Regions from separate parts of the Anser cygnoides genome. Here region 1 is linked to region 2. A link is a contact called in public Hi-C data. All regions are on one chromosome and are shown on one strand. The core of a region is the stretch at or near the end of the contact, and the rest is flanking DNA. Distances in the headings are between cores, read along the strand shown.

Region 1 (7,602 bases), core at 2,518-5,017, 180 kb before region 2:
GCTTCTTCAGCCTCAACAGGCACTCCCTTAAGTGGAGGGGAACCACCTTGTTCTTTGCTTCAGCTCACATTAAGCCAGACTGGACTGCTCTGCACAGAACACAGATTTCACAGCACAGAAATAAAACAAGTAAATAAATAAAAGAAAGTCCAAGATGAAGCAAAATTCACCAGGACAAAGCTAAAAAAGGTATGTCAGAAGGGAAATGCAGGAGTGGGGCAATGTGAATTTAACGTTCTCTGTTTCATTACAGATGTGTTTTAAATCTGTGGCTTTTTTTTTTCCTGATGGCAGAAAGGAGTAAATGAGTATGATGTAGGAAGGATGCAGAACAGATGGGAGTGGGAGATAAGGTAAAGAAGGGTGGCTGGCGGGAGAAAAATATCAGGGGAGAACAATGATGGCAACTAACTGATCAGGAGAAAGAAAAGGATGCAGTCCACACACTTGTGCCTAAGCGTGACTGCTGAAACACTGGCACTTGGGGTAGGTGTTGCTCTTCAGTGGCAAGGATCTAGAGGAAGTTCTTGCTGGTTTTCTCCCTTACTCGATGCTCTTTTTGTGTCTGAGGAGGTGGTAGAAGAGGGAGCATGGGGACAGAAAGCTGAGGGACGCTATTTTCTTTTAATCAGAACCCTGTGGCTGGGGAGGGAAATCAGCAGGAGTGTTGTGATGGCTGTTACCTGCTTAAGAACATAAAAAAATGGAACCATTTTTGACAAACAAGAAGTAGAGTTCGGCTAGGGATGAGGTGGAGGTAGGCGGGAAGCTCTGTAATTGCATTTTATTTAAGTCTTTATGAATTAGCTCTGCCATTTTTTTTTTTTTAATAATTTCTGTATTTTAATTCAAATGGCTTCTGAGTAAACTTTTCAGCTGCAATTACAGCAAAGCCAGACCACACTGTATACAGTCAGATTTAACATATAGGAAGAATACTTTTTCTTGCTCATGTTTGAATTCTAATTTATCCGAACAATGACAAGGTTTAATTTTCTGTCATTATGCACAGGTTAGCCTAGACTGGGTATTAATAGATACACGTATTCACGCCCACGACCACTAGTACGGCATCAATCACATTTTGAAGATAAAACTTACACTCCATGGCAACTTTTAGGGTACAATTTTCTTTTCTTCCTTCACCTTTTTAAACGACTTCAGCACTGCAGAGGGCATTGGAGGCAACGTACTCAGCTGGGTGGCAGAACGGGTCTGCAGTGCAGCGTCCAGCCCTCAGCGTACAGTCGGTGGGGAAAGGAGACAGCTGGGGGGCACCTCCGGGCCCCACTGTGTTTGGAACCTGCGGGGACCTCTTAGGCAAAGCGTTGGTTGCACCTCGTGTTGGTGAGCAAACCGCCAGGAACGGGGAGCCGCAAGGGAGGGCAGACAGCCACCTGTGTGACCGCCGGGCGTCAGGTCCGCGGAGGAGCTTGTGGCAGTTGCAAATGTTGCCTCGTCAGCTACACAATCTGCATTAGTGACCTTCTAGTCCTAAAGCACTTACACCCATATGTAGCTTGACCCTTTAAAATAATTTAGAAGCTTATTTATACGCACATGCGTACATACGTGTGAGCACACAAACCGGCCCTGAAATAAAGATATCAGGACAACTGTACAAGGAAACCTAAAATCTCACCAACCAAAGAACAACAAACAAACAAGCCCACAAGCCAATATAACCTAAAAATGAATCAAAACGGGCTTTAGCTTTATGCAGAAGTGATGCTCTTCATGCCAGTGGTGTTCTTAGATGCATATTAAAGGGAGAATATTCCAAAACAACAAGGCAGGCTGTGCTGCCCGTATGCTCAAGCTTAGAATAATCAAAATGTAATGCTTGTTGTAAATTTCTGCTAATATATTAATCTTCTAAAAATAAAGTAAGACTGGAAAGCTGAAGTTAATGGGATGCTTTTGCTGATGGAACTGTCAGACTAATTCTGACCTCTGCCAAGAAGTGAGCATGTTGTTCACAGAACAGGAAAAAAAGCAACTGTAGGGGTCAAATCAATATGACAGGATTTTTAGACGGGTGGCCCTTTTGAATGGATATGCAGTCATTAAACATCTCAAAAAAAAAAAAAAGGCTGCGCTTTTATGCTTTTATATATATATATATGTGTAAATTTTGAGGGAGGGATGAAGTTGTTAGCAATTCTCTTCAGGTCCCTGATTTTACCTAAGTCCAGATGGCTGAACTACAGGAGTCCATTATTCTTTAAGGAAAGTCTGGAAGTTTAAGAGCAATTTAGCAAGAGTCAATTAATCAAAATTACCAGAAGTGTGCTGGGATGGCTGCATACGAGTAGGAAAGATATATTTTATACTGTCTTAGTCAAGGATGTTAAGAATTCTGTGAAACTCCTTGAAAGCGACGTGGGAAGTCCCCATCTATTTGCTGGCGGGCTAAGAGTATGGCACAGCGGCTGCACTCCGGGGCGTAAGAGCAGACCACTGAGTCCGTGCCTGGACCATTAACTCCTTTAACTCTGTGTAAGCCAAGGGCTCCACCTATGTGAAGCACAAGCATCCTCTGGAAGCTGTACTTGGATGGGAGAGGAGAGTTTTGAAGGCTGTGCAGATGGCCTTTACCTCAGAACAGAGCCAAAGAGAACCATCTCTCCTTCTAGGACCGGCATGGTGCCTCACCTTCAGAAAAAAAGCTATCGGAAAAAAAAAAAAAAGTGGATTAATAAGATTTGATGTCACAGCATTGGAGATTTAGGCTCTCCTTGGTCACTGGCGACGCCTTCAGTGAAGCGTGAGGTGGTGATCAGCTCCTCACGCACCGCAGGCAGGATGCGCCAGGCAGAGCACAGCAAAGGCAGAACAGCAAAACTCTTGCGGCATGGTGGTTGTGTCAGCCGGGGGCTTGGCCCGGCACGAAACGGCCGCGCGAGGAGGTTTGACAATTCAATAGTGTTAATTCCTTAGAAAACAGAAAAATCAATTAAACGTTGGACACTTCCTAGGAAAGCATGGTAGTGGCAAGTGTGTGGAGCAATCCTTTTTTTTTTTTTTTTTACCCTTGATAATTCAGGCAAATATTTGTATTTTGAACTGTACTCTCTCTTTTTCATAGTGTGATTCAGCTATTTACTATTAAAAGCAGTGTATTTAGCCACCATTTTTGTACGTAACTAGATGGATTTAAAGAAACTTCAGGAGCGGGATTTTGGATGCGGAAAATCCTCAAAAAAAAAAAAATCCATAGGCTAATAAAACACTGTGTATCTACTATGGCTTGCATTTTCCACGGTATTTCCAGTAAATGTATCTCCTTGGAGTATTCTGGGAATCAGGATGCTATATATATATGTGTAGCATGGTATGAGGTATATATACTATATAGTATACTGAGAATATGTATACTATGCATTATCCTGAGAATCAGGGTACTCTAAGGGGATGATACATGAGGGTGCTGTAGTTGTGGCTCTGTCAGTTGGTGCAGGAGGAGCAGAGGACGCGGGACTGCTGCTGCAACTCAGGCCGGGAGGGCCCGGCCGTGCCGGGGCAGGGGGCAGCAAATGGCCGCCATGGCCCGCGGCCGCCTCAGGCAGCGGGCAGCGGCCGGGCCGCGCGCCGCGGCGTCGCCTAGGCGACGGGCGGTGGGCGGGGCCTGGCGGTGCGAGGCGGGGCCTGATTGGCTGCCTTCCCCCCCCGGCGGGAGGGGCAGGGGGAGCGGGGAGGCAAGGAGGGAGCCGCGGCTATAAATAGCCCGCGCGCCCTGATTGGCCGTGGGGAAAATGGTCGCACCACGTGACCCCGCCGCTAAAAATTCCAAGATGGCGGATCCCGTCACGGGCTGAGGCCGTCGGGGGCGCGCGCGCCGCCGTGTCCGCGCCGGGGCCGTGCCCGCGCCGTGCCCGCGCCGTGCCCGGCTCCCCGCCGCCGCCGCGCAGGTCAGTACGCGGCCCCGCGGGCACCGCTGCCGCCCGAGGCCTCCCCGCGGCCGCCGGGCTCCGGGAGGGGTCGGCGGCCCGGCTGCGGGCTGCGGCCGCGCGGGGTGCCGGAGGGCGGGGCGTGCGTGGGGGGGAGGTGACGGGCAGCTCCGGCAGCCAATCAGCGTCGCGCTGGCGGCGGCGGCGGGCGGATTTGAGCGGCTCGGCGGCCCCTTGCCGCTCGCTGATTGGCCGGCGCGCCTGGCGGGGCGGGGCGGTGACGGGCAGCCGCGGCGCCCAATGGGCGCTCAGCCCCGACCCCCCGCTTCCCACCGCTGGCGTTTTTTGTGAATGAGGCGGGAGGGGGCGTGGCCAGCCGTGACCCCGCCCCTCCCACAGCGCGCACGGCCACGCCCCCCACTCCCGGGCGGCCGCGGCTCCGCCCCGCGCCGCCGCCGCCGCCGCCTCGGAGCCGCGCGGGGCTCGGCGGGGAGCGCAGCGCAGCGGGGCCGAGCGGGGCCATGCGGGCAGCGGTGAGCGGCCGGCACCGGGACGGGGCGGGGCGGGGCGGGACGGGCCCCTCCGAGCCCTCCCCGGGGGGTTGGGGGGGAGGCGGCGGCCGCCACCGCCGCCGCTCGGAGCCCGCGGCCCCGGGGCGACGCCTGCGGACCGGGGCCCTCCGCTCCGCTGCCCGAAGTTTGCGGAGGGAGCGGGGTCTGCCCCCCGCACCGCCCGCTGCGGGGAGCGGCGCCCCGCTGGCTGCGCGGGGAGAGGCCTCCGGACCCGGCACCCCCCCCCCCCGTCACTTCCCAAAGGGCAAAAATACCCGAAAAGCGCTTTTTTCGGTGTCGAAAGCATAAAGGGGGTCGTGTTTTCATGCTCCGCGCCGCTCGGAGGTCCTGTGGCGAGGTTAGGCTGCAACAGAGAATGACAGATCCCAGCCCAGCCTGAGCTAGGACCTGTCCTTAAAAGCAGGCTTTTCCCCCCAAAATGCATCGGTTTTGGCATCCGGGGGGAGCGCAGGGAGCCTCTCGCCCCGGCACGCCGCAGGTTTGTGCAACAGTTTTTTGGGCCGTAACTTAAAAAAGGAAAAAAAAAAAAAAAAAAAAAAGAAGATGAGGAAAAAATAGCTTATAATGCATGTGGAGCAGCAGAAGGGAGGTGTTGCCGAGCGCTCGCGTGTGGGTTTTGCTGCAGGAATTTATCAGGGAAGATGCTGTGCAATCCCCGAGCTTCCCTAAATGTTATCTTCGGAGTGTTTGTGGCATGGCGAATGCAGCGTGGCATCTTAAGCAAGCAGACGTATTTACATAACAATTATTGGACGTTATGGCTGGGTACCCGGTGCCATTTAAAGGGAAGTAAACCTGCCTTTTATTCAAAGCACTTGCGTAATTGTTTTGTGCGTGCATTTCATGATAGGGGAAGCCTTTTTCCCCCTCCTGCTTGCTTGTCCATAGCTCGCGTCCGAAGGCTTCCACAGACGAGGCTCCGTGCTGCGGCCGCTCGCTTCGCCAGGGCGGATCGCGCCGCACGGGATCACCTCGTGCTCCCGAGCAGATCACCCCTCGGGAATCGTTCCCGAGACGCGGTGCTGTGCTGGGCGCCCGCGGGCGGCTCAGGCCACGGGCACGCGCTGCTCGGCGCTGGCTCTCGCCAGGGGTGCATGGTGCTCGTTGCCAACAGCTGTGTTCTGTTGTCTTCCTCACGCTAATTTGAGATTTCGGGGATGGAGCGAGTGTCGTTGTGGTCCTCGTGCCCCGGTGGATTTCACCATGGAGCGAGCGACCTCTTTGCCAATGCGTTTTGATTTACTGGTGGCACGGACCGTCACTAAGTGGGACTTGCGCCGCTGTCAGAGTGCTTTCAGCCGTTGCCAAAAGCTACCTGAAGTTAATTATCTGAATTAGACTTTCTTAACAACAACATTTTTTAAAAGCTAAGGAGCTCTGAAGTTTAATAATCTGCTTCTTGGCAAGGTTTCTTTTTTTTTTTTTCTTTTTTTTTTTTCCCCCCCTCTACGTGGTCTGTCGCTGCGCCCAGTTCCAGTCCCCTCTGGTGCTTGCGCTGCTGCTGCGCGGAGTTCTCTGCCCCAAAGCTGCCTCTCCGAAAGAGTTAAGAGGGCATTGAATTAGGAAAGCTCAGCTGCTTGTATACAAATATACAGCAATTACAAGGCAACAAAGTTATTGCAGAATCCTACCGTAACCATGGCAACGTGCTCACTCAATTACATTTGGAAATGTAAAATGCCACCCAGTTAGAAAGAGTAAGTTTTAGTGACTGCAGATTTTCTGTATGAACCCAAATGTGTAAGACGCGGCTTTCCAGGATTCTATGGTTTTTGTCGTGTTGGAATGGCATGTTTCAGCGTGTGCATCTGACAGATCTTGGCTGCTGATATTACGCTGTGCCCTTGGTTGTCTGAACTTAGAGGGGAAAAAAAAGTTCTAAAAAAAAAAATCTTGAAATCTTTCAAATTTTACTTTGCTGCCCTAGAATGTCTTTAGTGTTTTGCTTCAGGACCTGGCTGTAGAGAGAGGACGGGATTAGAACAGCACGAAACGCATTTTGAAAATTACCTCAGAATACCAGAGGAATTTGTCATTTACTTAATGGGATGGAAGCATGAAAGAAAAGCGTACGTATGGAATGAAAGCTCTTATGCTTTGGGGAGGAACTGCTCCTTTGGAAGGCTGTGCTTGCGTAGCACGGCGAGGCTGGCAGGCCTGAGCTGCGGAGCCTGCGGTCAGCACCACGAGCAGGAAGCTCCGGAGAAGCCCAGCTCGGGAGGCAGCAGGTTCTGTGCACCGAGCTCCTGATGCGCGACGGACGCGACATTTTCCATGGAAGTATCGTTTATTGCTCGTTGATTAATGCTGACTTATGAGCAAAAGGAATAAACTAGGAGAATAAATTAGAAAAAAAGTGGTTTCTTGCATAGGCTGACCTCTGCATTGGTCAGGATGCAGCTTTCTGCTTCGCAATGTTTGTGTTGCACGGGTGACTTCCATTAGTGCAGAAAAAGGAAAAACCGCGAGGCCCTTAGGGAGATTTATTTTCTTTATCTTGGAGCGATGTGTTTACCGACACATGCAGATTGATGAGCTTCTGAGGAAGTTACCTGGTAAATTTTCCTCTTTCCCTTCCACTGTGGGCAGAGGCAGAAGCACAGGAGCTGCTTATTCATGGGCTTGCCAAAAAGGTGGAGTTGATCCCAGCCTTCCGTGCTAAATCCCACGGTGAACTGCAAGGACAAGGAGTAGGACTTACTAAAAATAAAAATTAGAAATGAGCAGGAGCCCCTGGGTTTAGATGGCATTGCCCTCTCAATCTCTTCTTGAATGGCTTTGAGCTCTCTGGGGAGTAGGCTTCTTGAAAGCCATCTTAAGGTGCATCTGTGTTGTAGAAGTGTGTGCAACGTCAGAAACTTTCCCTCTAGGTTTGTTTGTGGGTTTCTAGTCTGAGGCAGCTACGAGCTCCCTATTACATGGGCATACCCCAAAACGTGCAAAACAAAGCCTTGGGAGAACAATTTCCCACCACACACGCTGTATACGGTAGGGTCAGAGACTCAAGGTCACGTTTCTTTCCTCATCCAGAGCTGAGAACGGGTGAGAGTTCACAAACGCGCTTGTCAAATAACTTAGCGAAAAGGGATTAGTATGTTGAGTGTCTCTTAAAACTTGTTGCACGGCCTTACCTTGAGGAG
Region 2 (7,875 bases), core at 4,682-7,181:
TTCCTCATGTACCGCTCTATGTCACGTGGCTTTTAGGATAAATCAGGCCCTAGTGTCTGACCACTTGATCCCAGCAATACCTTCACAAATGGCAGTGGAAGCTGCTGCTTCTCACTGAGCATGGACCTCGTTCAGTAAGGCAGCCCAGAGCCTGGGTAGGAAAATATCTGAGCAAAGATGAGCAGGAGGTGAACTGTGCCCGTGCTTGTAGCTGGCTCTTGGTGCACGGGTGGGAATGAAGAGGGTTTGAATGTTGGTTAGAGCAGTTACAGTAAGAGGGGACTTTTAACATTCCCTCTCCAAGGATGAGAAAATATTTTTAGTCCCTGAAGAATAAATCTTCATAGAGTCACAGTTTGAATGTGCCAGGTACTTTTCCTGTCTCTAGGTACTATACGTAAGCTCTAATATGTTGTAGTTAAGGATGTGGTACCAAAGAAAAGCACATGCTTTCCATACAGTCAGAATATTTCTCCAAAATTTTTAGACTCCCTTCAAGTTGCTTTCCACGGAGAAGTTCAGTGTTATGTGCTCAGTCGGGTGTTACTCATTGCTCAGTTTTCTTGATTACAAGATTACAAGCAGCCTCCCCAAATGCAGAGCCAATAAATAGCAGCAAGGCTTTTAAAATATATATATATATTTATTTTTTTAACTTTGATACTTTGCTGGAGGTCCTCGCAATGATCAGAATAACAAAACAGTATATACAGAATAATGCCACAAAAGAAATGATTAAAAAAAAAATCCCTGGAATTGTAACAATTGACTTTTATTTCTACTGGGGTGTCCTAGAGCAGTTAGGCGAGTGCTGCAGCCTGAACCATTGCAGCTGCTGAGAGATTCTTCTGGCAATGGGTAAATCCTGTGCTTGGAAAGGAGGAAATAAAAAAATAATAATGTTATTTGCCTTCCAAAACAAAAGGAGAAACACTGGAAGCTGTGCCATGCACCAGGTGAGAGACCTTCTGAGGGAAGTTTTCTGGCTGTTGCAATTTCATATGCTGTTTTTTGTTTGTTGTTATTTCTGCCTCAGTAATGGGGAGGCTTTGATTTCAAGCTGGCCAACTCTGTGGTTCTGGTTAGTGAGTTCACAGGGAACGTGTTGATTAAACATACAAAGCTGAGAGGATTTTGTGAGTGTTCAGCTGATAACAGAATTATTTGGGGGCATTAACTCTGCACTGGGTCTTTCCAGTGAGAAAGTGTTTTACTCCCACTTGGAGAAAGAGTGGAGAAGACCTACCAAAAAAGAAGGCAGTGTCCTGAAAGTAGTTGCTCTTGGACCCTCTGTCGTTTTGCCTGAATTTTTGTGAGAGGTGCTCAGCCATGACTATGACTGTCTGTCCGTTCCCATGTCACTCAAGCAGCTTTTAAAACTCTTAAAATGATTTAATTTGCCTCTCCCACTGGCCTGCACTGGAAAGTCTCAGTGCCTCTGCATGGAAGTGGAGGTCAGCTCTCGTGCCAGCTCAGGGTAAGGGCTCGGCTTTGGCCATGTGCCTGCAGTAAATCCAGATGCACCTGAGGACTGCGTGGGAGAACGTCCACAGTGAGATGGTTCCCTTGTCATTCGAGCAGGATGTCCGAAGCAACTCGTGGTGAGAGGGAGTCGTTAGGATTATGGACTAAAGGGGGAGAGAAACGCTCCAGAAAAATGAAACAGGACAATCCAGCATATTCCAGTTTGGCCTCTGTAAGGTTTCCTTGTCTTTTATCATCTTCCAATTGTATTTAAGGTTATTAATATACTATAAGAGAAATCCCCATGAGGTGAACACATAAATCAGGTAAGTAGGTACTTGGACAGGCTGTTTGAAAGTGTGTTTGTCAGTGTGTTTGCTTAAGAGCCCTGTGAAGATTTAAAAGGGAGATGGGAAGGAGGGTTGCCTTCCTCCAAAACAAAACTTGAGGGGTTGTTATCTGTCTAAATATCATCTCAGAGATTGCTCGTAATGCTAAAAGTTGGTTTTGGATGTGTTTTAGACTCTGCATGCAACAGTGCTCCTGGATCTGGTCCCAGCTCTCCAAACAACAGCTCCAATAACATAAGCGCCGAGAATGGAATTACGGGATCAGTCACGAGTATTCAAGCAGAGGTACAGAGCCCTTCCTTTCTCTAAGTTTAACACTTGGGTTTCTAATCAGTTTGCGCAGAGTTTTAGGCATTTAGGCATACAAACCAGTGTGCAGCACACTAAAAAACCCAGATCATGACTTGAAGAGGGCTTGGGGAATTTACCTCTCAAGCTGGGCAGACAGGATGCATTACCTGATTATTAAATCTAGTTTGAGCCAGCTCTCAAGCTGCTTGTGGTAACTTGTAGTGGTTTTATCGTGAGTAGAGAGTGAAAATAAAATGATTTGACATTGTAAAACATCGAGAGTATTTCCTGGACGAATACAAGGATTTTAAAATTTGGGGCATTTGTTCTCTTACAGTGTACACAGGGTGAACTTCTTGTTTGCAGTAGGTTAGTGAAAGTGTGGCCAAACCATAGCCAGCTTAGAGGAAACAGATTTAACCTTTTCCTCCCCACTCAGGATTTGGAAGCATGGTGCCAGATACTGTGTGCTAGTTTTTAATCCCATAAGCTCTCACCATCGCTTGAGACTTCTGCGGATGTCAAAGGCAGGGTATCTGGCTGGACAAAGAGGAGGTTGATTCAACAGAGCAGCTCCTGTGTTCAGGGTTACTGAAGCCCCCCTTTTTCTAAAGGCAGATTTTGGGTTGTGGGCCATGTTGACTGGCTCCCACTAAGAGCCTTAGGTGTAGAAGACCAGGGTGGTTGTGTCATGTCACCGGTGCATTTCCTTTTATCCAGCTTACCGTTTGCAGTTCCCCCCATGAATATAGTGTCTGTCTTAACATCAGGACTGTAAAAACAAGCTTGGGCTTGTTTTCCCCAAATTGTCATTTAGAGTTGAAAAGGACTTCTTACAGCAGAAATGTAGGCCCTTTTCACTTTCTAGGTTTGTACGGGTTTTCACTTTATTTTTATTTCTAATGTAGCGTAGCATGTAGGCATATTCCCTGCATTAATACTCCACCCTCTCCCCTGACGACTTACCCAGCACATAACTCCATCCACTTTATTGTAGACCTTAAAGGATTAAGTCAATTATTGTAAGGATTGAAACAGTGTAAGTTAGAATCTTCGCCTGACACTGGGAACTGAAGCTGTTCTGAAGAAATGTGTTTTTTTGAGATGCACACTGTCTGTTAGTTGGAGGAGATCTGGGAAGAGATGTTACGGGTGGGGTTGTTTATCAGGTTTGCAGAACTGAAGCCTGGCTGAGCTGGTGGCACGTCTTAGGTACGTTCCTGTTAGCCCCAGGAGAATGAGTGCTTAGCAGCTGTCAGTCATACCTATACTTTGTGCACGGCAAACTTCCAAGCACTAATGATGGAATTGTTTGGATTTGACAGTTCCTTGTGATATAAACATTATGGGAATGTTCCTGCTAGTCAGTATTATGTCCTGAAGGTGTATATGAAGATGTAGCATACTCCTTAACCATTTAATTTTTCAAATAAATAATTTGAGCTAATTATCTGTGACTAGACCCCCAATACCTAATAAAATGGACACAGACACAAACTGTAAAAAAATGGTTTTGATCAACTTCTAGTAATGCAGCAATTTTGTAAGTCAGGCTTAGGCATGAGGGGTGCAGACAATTTGGAAGAAAATCCATGTACTGCCAAAATGTATAACTGGGAGTTGAAACCAAAAATGTCAAAGACAACCACCTTCCCTTTACCTCTTTTGCAACTGTACTGCAGTGCCTAACTCACAGTAATGCCACTGCATGCAAGAAAGGAAGCTCCTTGATATAAGGTTTTTGAAAGAGCAACACTTCATGCATCATTTCCAAAAAAAAAAATTATACAAAAAGGAGGAGTCATGTAATTTCCCTGAAAAGAACGTATAAAGCTTTTTCACCTTTTCATGATTTTTGGAAAATTAGGAAAATATACAAATGATTTAGTTTTAATTTTAGAGATGTGCAGGGCTGCATAAAGTATATTGGATCGTTTCTATCACAAAACAGAAGAAAACGTACATCACCATGTGATGGCAAACAGAACATCGATAACCCATTGCACAAATTGTTCTCCTCCCAGCATCTGAATGGCTTAGCTAAATGTCCTAGTCCTTTGCAATAGTTCTGGGGGAAATGGCTTTGCATCTCGTGTTGTGTGATATTAGCTGATCCATTTGCCTAGAGAGGTTTATTTGGGAAAAGCTGGGCATGGCAGGATTTTGGTTTCTTTGAAATCTTCTTTAGTATAAGAAGTGTTACCTTGTAGCCCAGGTGTTTAAGATTTCTTTGATACCAGTTGACCAGGCTTTTATCATTTTCCCAATTTTGCATATTGTATATATTTAAATGTTTATGAAAAAATAACGTTGCCAGCTTTAAGTATTTCATGGTTAGCTTTATTTTCTAATTTTAAATGAGAAATATGTCTCTGCTTGTTAGTTTGCAAGGTCGGCTCCAAACCATTTCAGATATGTTGGAACATGGTACTTCATTAGTCAAGTTTAAGTGCTTGCCTTCAGTGTAGAAAGACTAGAGCTCTCTGCCTCCTTTAAAATAGGCAATATCTATTTTTAAATAGTGTTTTTAAATCTAAAGTTTTTTTCTGTCTTGGAAAGGTACATGATATTCATTGCCATTGTAGTTGATACAAGTCTATAAAAAGTACTCGATTACAGACAGAAATTGTACATGCTGAAATTGTTCTCTTCTGTGCAATTCTAAAAATGTTTGTGTATAACCCATAGATGGGATCTGTATATTTAAAGTGATGATAATGCTGCTAAATATCATATGCTGATAATGTCAAGCTGCTGTACTTTTCTCATCATTGTTTTTAAAACAAATCCCCAGGAGATAGTTTGAGGCACAACTACACTGTATTGATTGTTCAAAGAGAAAATTGATGTCGTTTTGTTTCGTTTATGATATCAGTAAAATATTTCATTACTCTGCTGGCAATAGCTATCTTATTCTCAATGTGGCATGCTAACATTTTGTATTACTTAAATTAAAGCAAAATTGCCAGTGGTGTTCAAAATTACTTGGAAAAAGAAGTGTGTGGGTATGCACAATCATATGCCCTTAGCAGGTAGCATTCAACAGCAAAATGCTTTTTTCCAATTTCCTCCTTTGTGGCAGCAAATTTTGAACTAAGATCTTAAAAACAGATTTACTCTTTAATATATTTTCAATAAGCTTGACTGACATTAATGAAGGCACAAGAAGACAAAGGGAAATAAAAAAATCACTTTACAGATGAAATTTTGCATAGTGTCATATGAAAACTAAGTGACTTTGCTGAATTATGGCATTTAGATGTGGTTGGACACTGGAAGAATGAGCAGCAGGTTTGTGGCACATTGAAGAGCACATTTGAAAGCACAGCCCCGTGTCTAAGAAAGGTGACAAACACAGTCGTGGGAGGCTTTGCTTTTCTTGCACAGGCAGCACTAGCTCCAGGTAGCAGAGCTGGGGTGCCCTATTAAAGCTGGCCTGCTTACATTTCTGTAAAGCACGGAGGCAGGATTGCTTCTGAAGTTTGCCGTGTATAGATTCTTTGTTTTTCAATAATTGTTCTCACATTAGTGCTTTTTTTCCCCCAAGTGGTTGCTGTAGTGGTGTTACGCACCAAGTTTCACCTTAGAGTCTTTGAGGGAGAAAAGGAGGTTTTTGTTACCCAGAAGTGATCCACTCAGTTCTGCAACCAAGGAAATAACCTGCAAAGTCTTACAGGACTATGAGTTTAGGTCTGAAATGTATAAAGCCATTACTCAGATCTCTGTTACACTGATACACATTGTGCCATAGTATAATATTGCATTAATCGTTGTCCCTTTTTTTTCCACAGTAGCACCTGAGTTAAAAGTGTAAAATTCTGCAGGAAGTCTTTCTGAAATCTAAATGCTATTTTATTTAAGTTGGAAAATCACCTACCGGTGAGAATTCGGTGTGATCAGAACGCTTGTTTCTTAACAGAAAAATCAGGCAGTTTAAATTAATGTAATTTTTATAATGGGCTTTCTACCAACTATTTCAAATCAATCTCATTTTAAACTTAGGTATTTTTACTTAAGTGTTTCTCCTTTAAATGGCCATAAGGTAATTCAGTAAATCTCACATTTCATCCTGAAAATCAGGAAATAGTACATAAGTGCAACCTTAAGGGTTTTTGATGGAATTTTGAAGTCTGATTTAAGGTAAAGCACACTAGTAAATAGCATAAATTGTCTGCGATTTGCTAAAGAAAACAACAGCCATCGTAATGCCTCTTCTCTTTTTTTAAGGTAATCTGTTTTAGCTTTAAAAGGGCAAACACTTTAGAAGGACAAGTTAGCTGTTAAATCTTTGCAAAAGCTTTTTGCAGTGGCCCTGCATGAAGACTGCATGGAAGCAGAGCACTGGTGAGGACGCACAGGTGATCTTTAATCTCCAAGCGAGATCCAATAAAGAGTGAAAGGTCTCTCAGTAGGGCAGCGATGCTGGCGGCAGCTGCAGAGCGAGATCGTCCCTGTGATGTTTACCCTGGCCTTGTCACTGCTGTGGGAGGCGGTGAGAAATCAGAGGGCTCTGCGGTCACAGCAGCGGTGCTCGGGGCAGCTCTGCAGATGAATCTCATCTGCACGCACTTAGGCTGGATTCAAAGCACAGCTTACCTCCCTTGTTCAGTATTTCGAGTGTCAGAAGTGAAATTTCCTGCTCTGTATGTTTCTGGTGTGTGATTATAGCCACTGTAAGGTGTCCCCCCTCCAATCTGCAGATGCTGTCTCACTGGGACAATGTTCTCCATTTTGTTTCCAGACCAGCCTGGCTCATAGACTTGTGAATCGTGAAGGCTCGGTAACACAGCTTCCGCTCTACACATCTCCTTCTTTGCCCAACATCACGCTAGGACTGCCTGCAACTGGCCCTTCCAGCGTAAGTGATGGGGGATGCAGTCCATAAACTGTTGCTTGCACTGATTTATCCCTTAACCCACCGTGACATCACCTGTGCATTTGCAGGGAGGATCAGCACAGCAGGATGCTGAAAGACTTACTATCCCAACCTTACAGCAGCGGATCTCGTTGTTTCCTGGCACCCACCTCACTCCCTACCTGAGCACTACAACGTTGGAAAGAGATGGGGGAACCGCACATAACCCTCTCCTGCAACACATGGTCTTACTGGAACAGCCAACTGCACAAACTCCCTTAGTCACAGGTGAGCACACGGTAGATAATGCACAAAGCCTGATACGCAGTCCCAGCAGGGGAAGGAGAGCAAATGGCATCCACTGTTTTTTTCTATCTCTTTTACAAAAGAGATACCATATTATTTATACATTTTTTAGATTTAACATACAAACTTGCAGGATGTGTTTGTTCATTGATACATTGGGTGGTTGCAACATTTGCAAAATCAGGGGTTGATCACATCATCCAGAGGTGGGAGGAAGCTGCCTTGTCATTTTGGTGAAATGATAGTAGATAGTACTACCTGCAAACTTATGCTTTTTTTATGGATGTAACAACTTAAAGCTATATTGTTAGAGTTCTAACCACTGTAGATGAAAGTGGCAACAAAAATGTTGTGTCTTGTGATTACCCGTCCTGTTTATCACTGGTGGTTGCTATTCCATGTATAACAGAGGCACACATTTGCAAAATCACAGATTAAAATACTGGCTTTTCATCATTATTATAAATGGCAAAAACATGGCAAAATCAACTGCATTCAAACAGATTGTATTTGTTTGTATATGTTACATTTGCAGTATGTTAATTGCTTTGAATCACTCCCTGTGTCATGTTTTCAGAATTAAGTACCTGTGGGAAGGCGTATTTCTAT

What was found. A called contact is a pair of places that touch in the nucleus more often than the background predicts.
Region 1: a Hi-C map of liver shows a contact between it and region 2, with 8 times the contacts expected there. The contact joins the promoter of HDAC4 here to the enhancer-like site in region 2. A contact is called at or near these places in 3 of 7 Hi-C or Micro-C datasets (granulosa cells and liver).

What each region holds. Positions count from the first base shown.
Region 1 is chr6:12,891,160-12,898,761 of Taihu_goose_T2T_genome, reverse strand. It overlaps HDAC4 (histone deacetylase 4), which reads left to right and starts at 3,767. Exons shown (of 26, transcript XM_066999846.1): 1 at 3,767-3,911. It overlaps LOC106034581 (a long non-coding RNA gene), which reads right to left and starts at 1,270. Exons shown (of 2, transcript XR_007159068.2): 1 at 1,102-1,270; 2 at 1-89.
Region 2 is chr6:12,715,992-12,723,866 of Taihu_goose_T2T_genome, reverse strand. HDAC4 (histone deacetylase 4) reads left to right here. Exons shown (of 26, transcript XM_066999846.1): 8 at 1,987-2,099; 9 at 6,847-6,963; 10 at 7,050-7,248. Among named protein-coding and RNA genes, the nearest start is that of TWIST2, 150 kb to the right of the region's middle. Within about 2 kb of position 5,931, at least 2 of the 3 cell types and tissues checked have open chromatin away from gene starts, as enhancers often do. A contact at or near this core is called in liver, where this site is marked.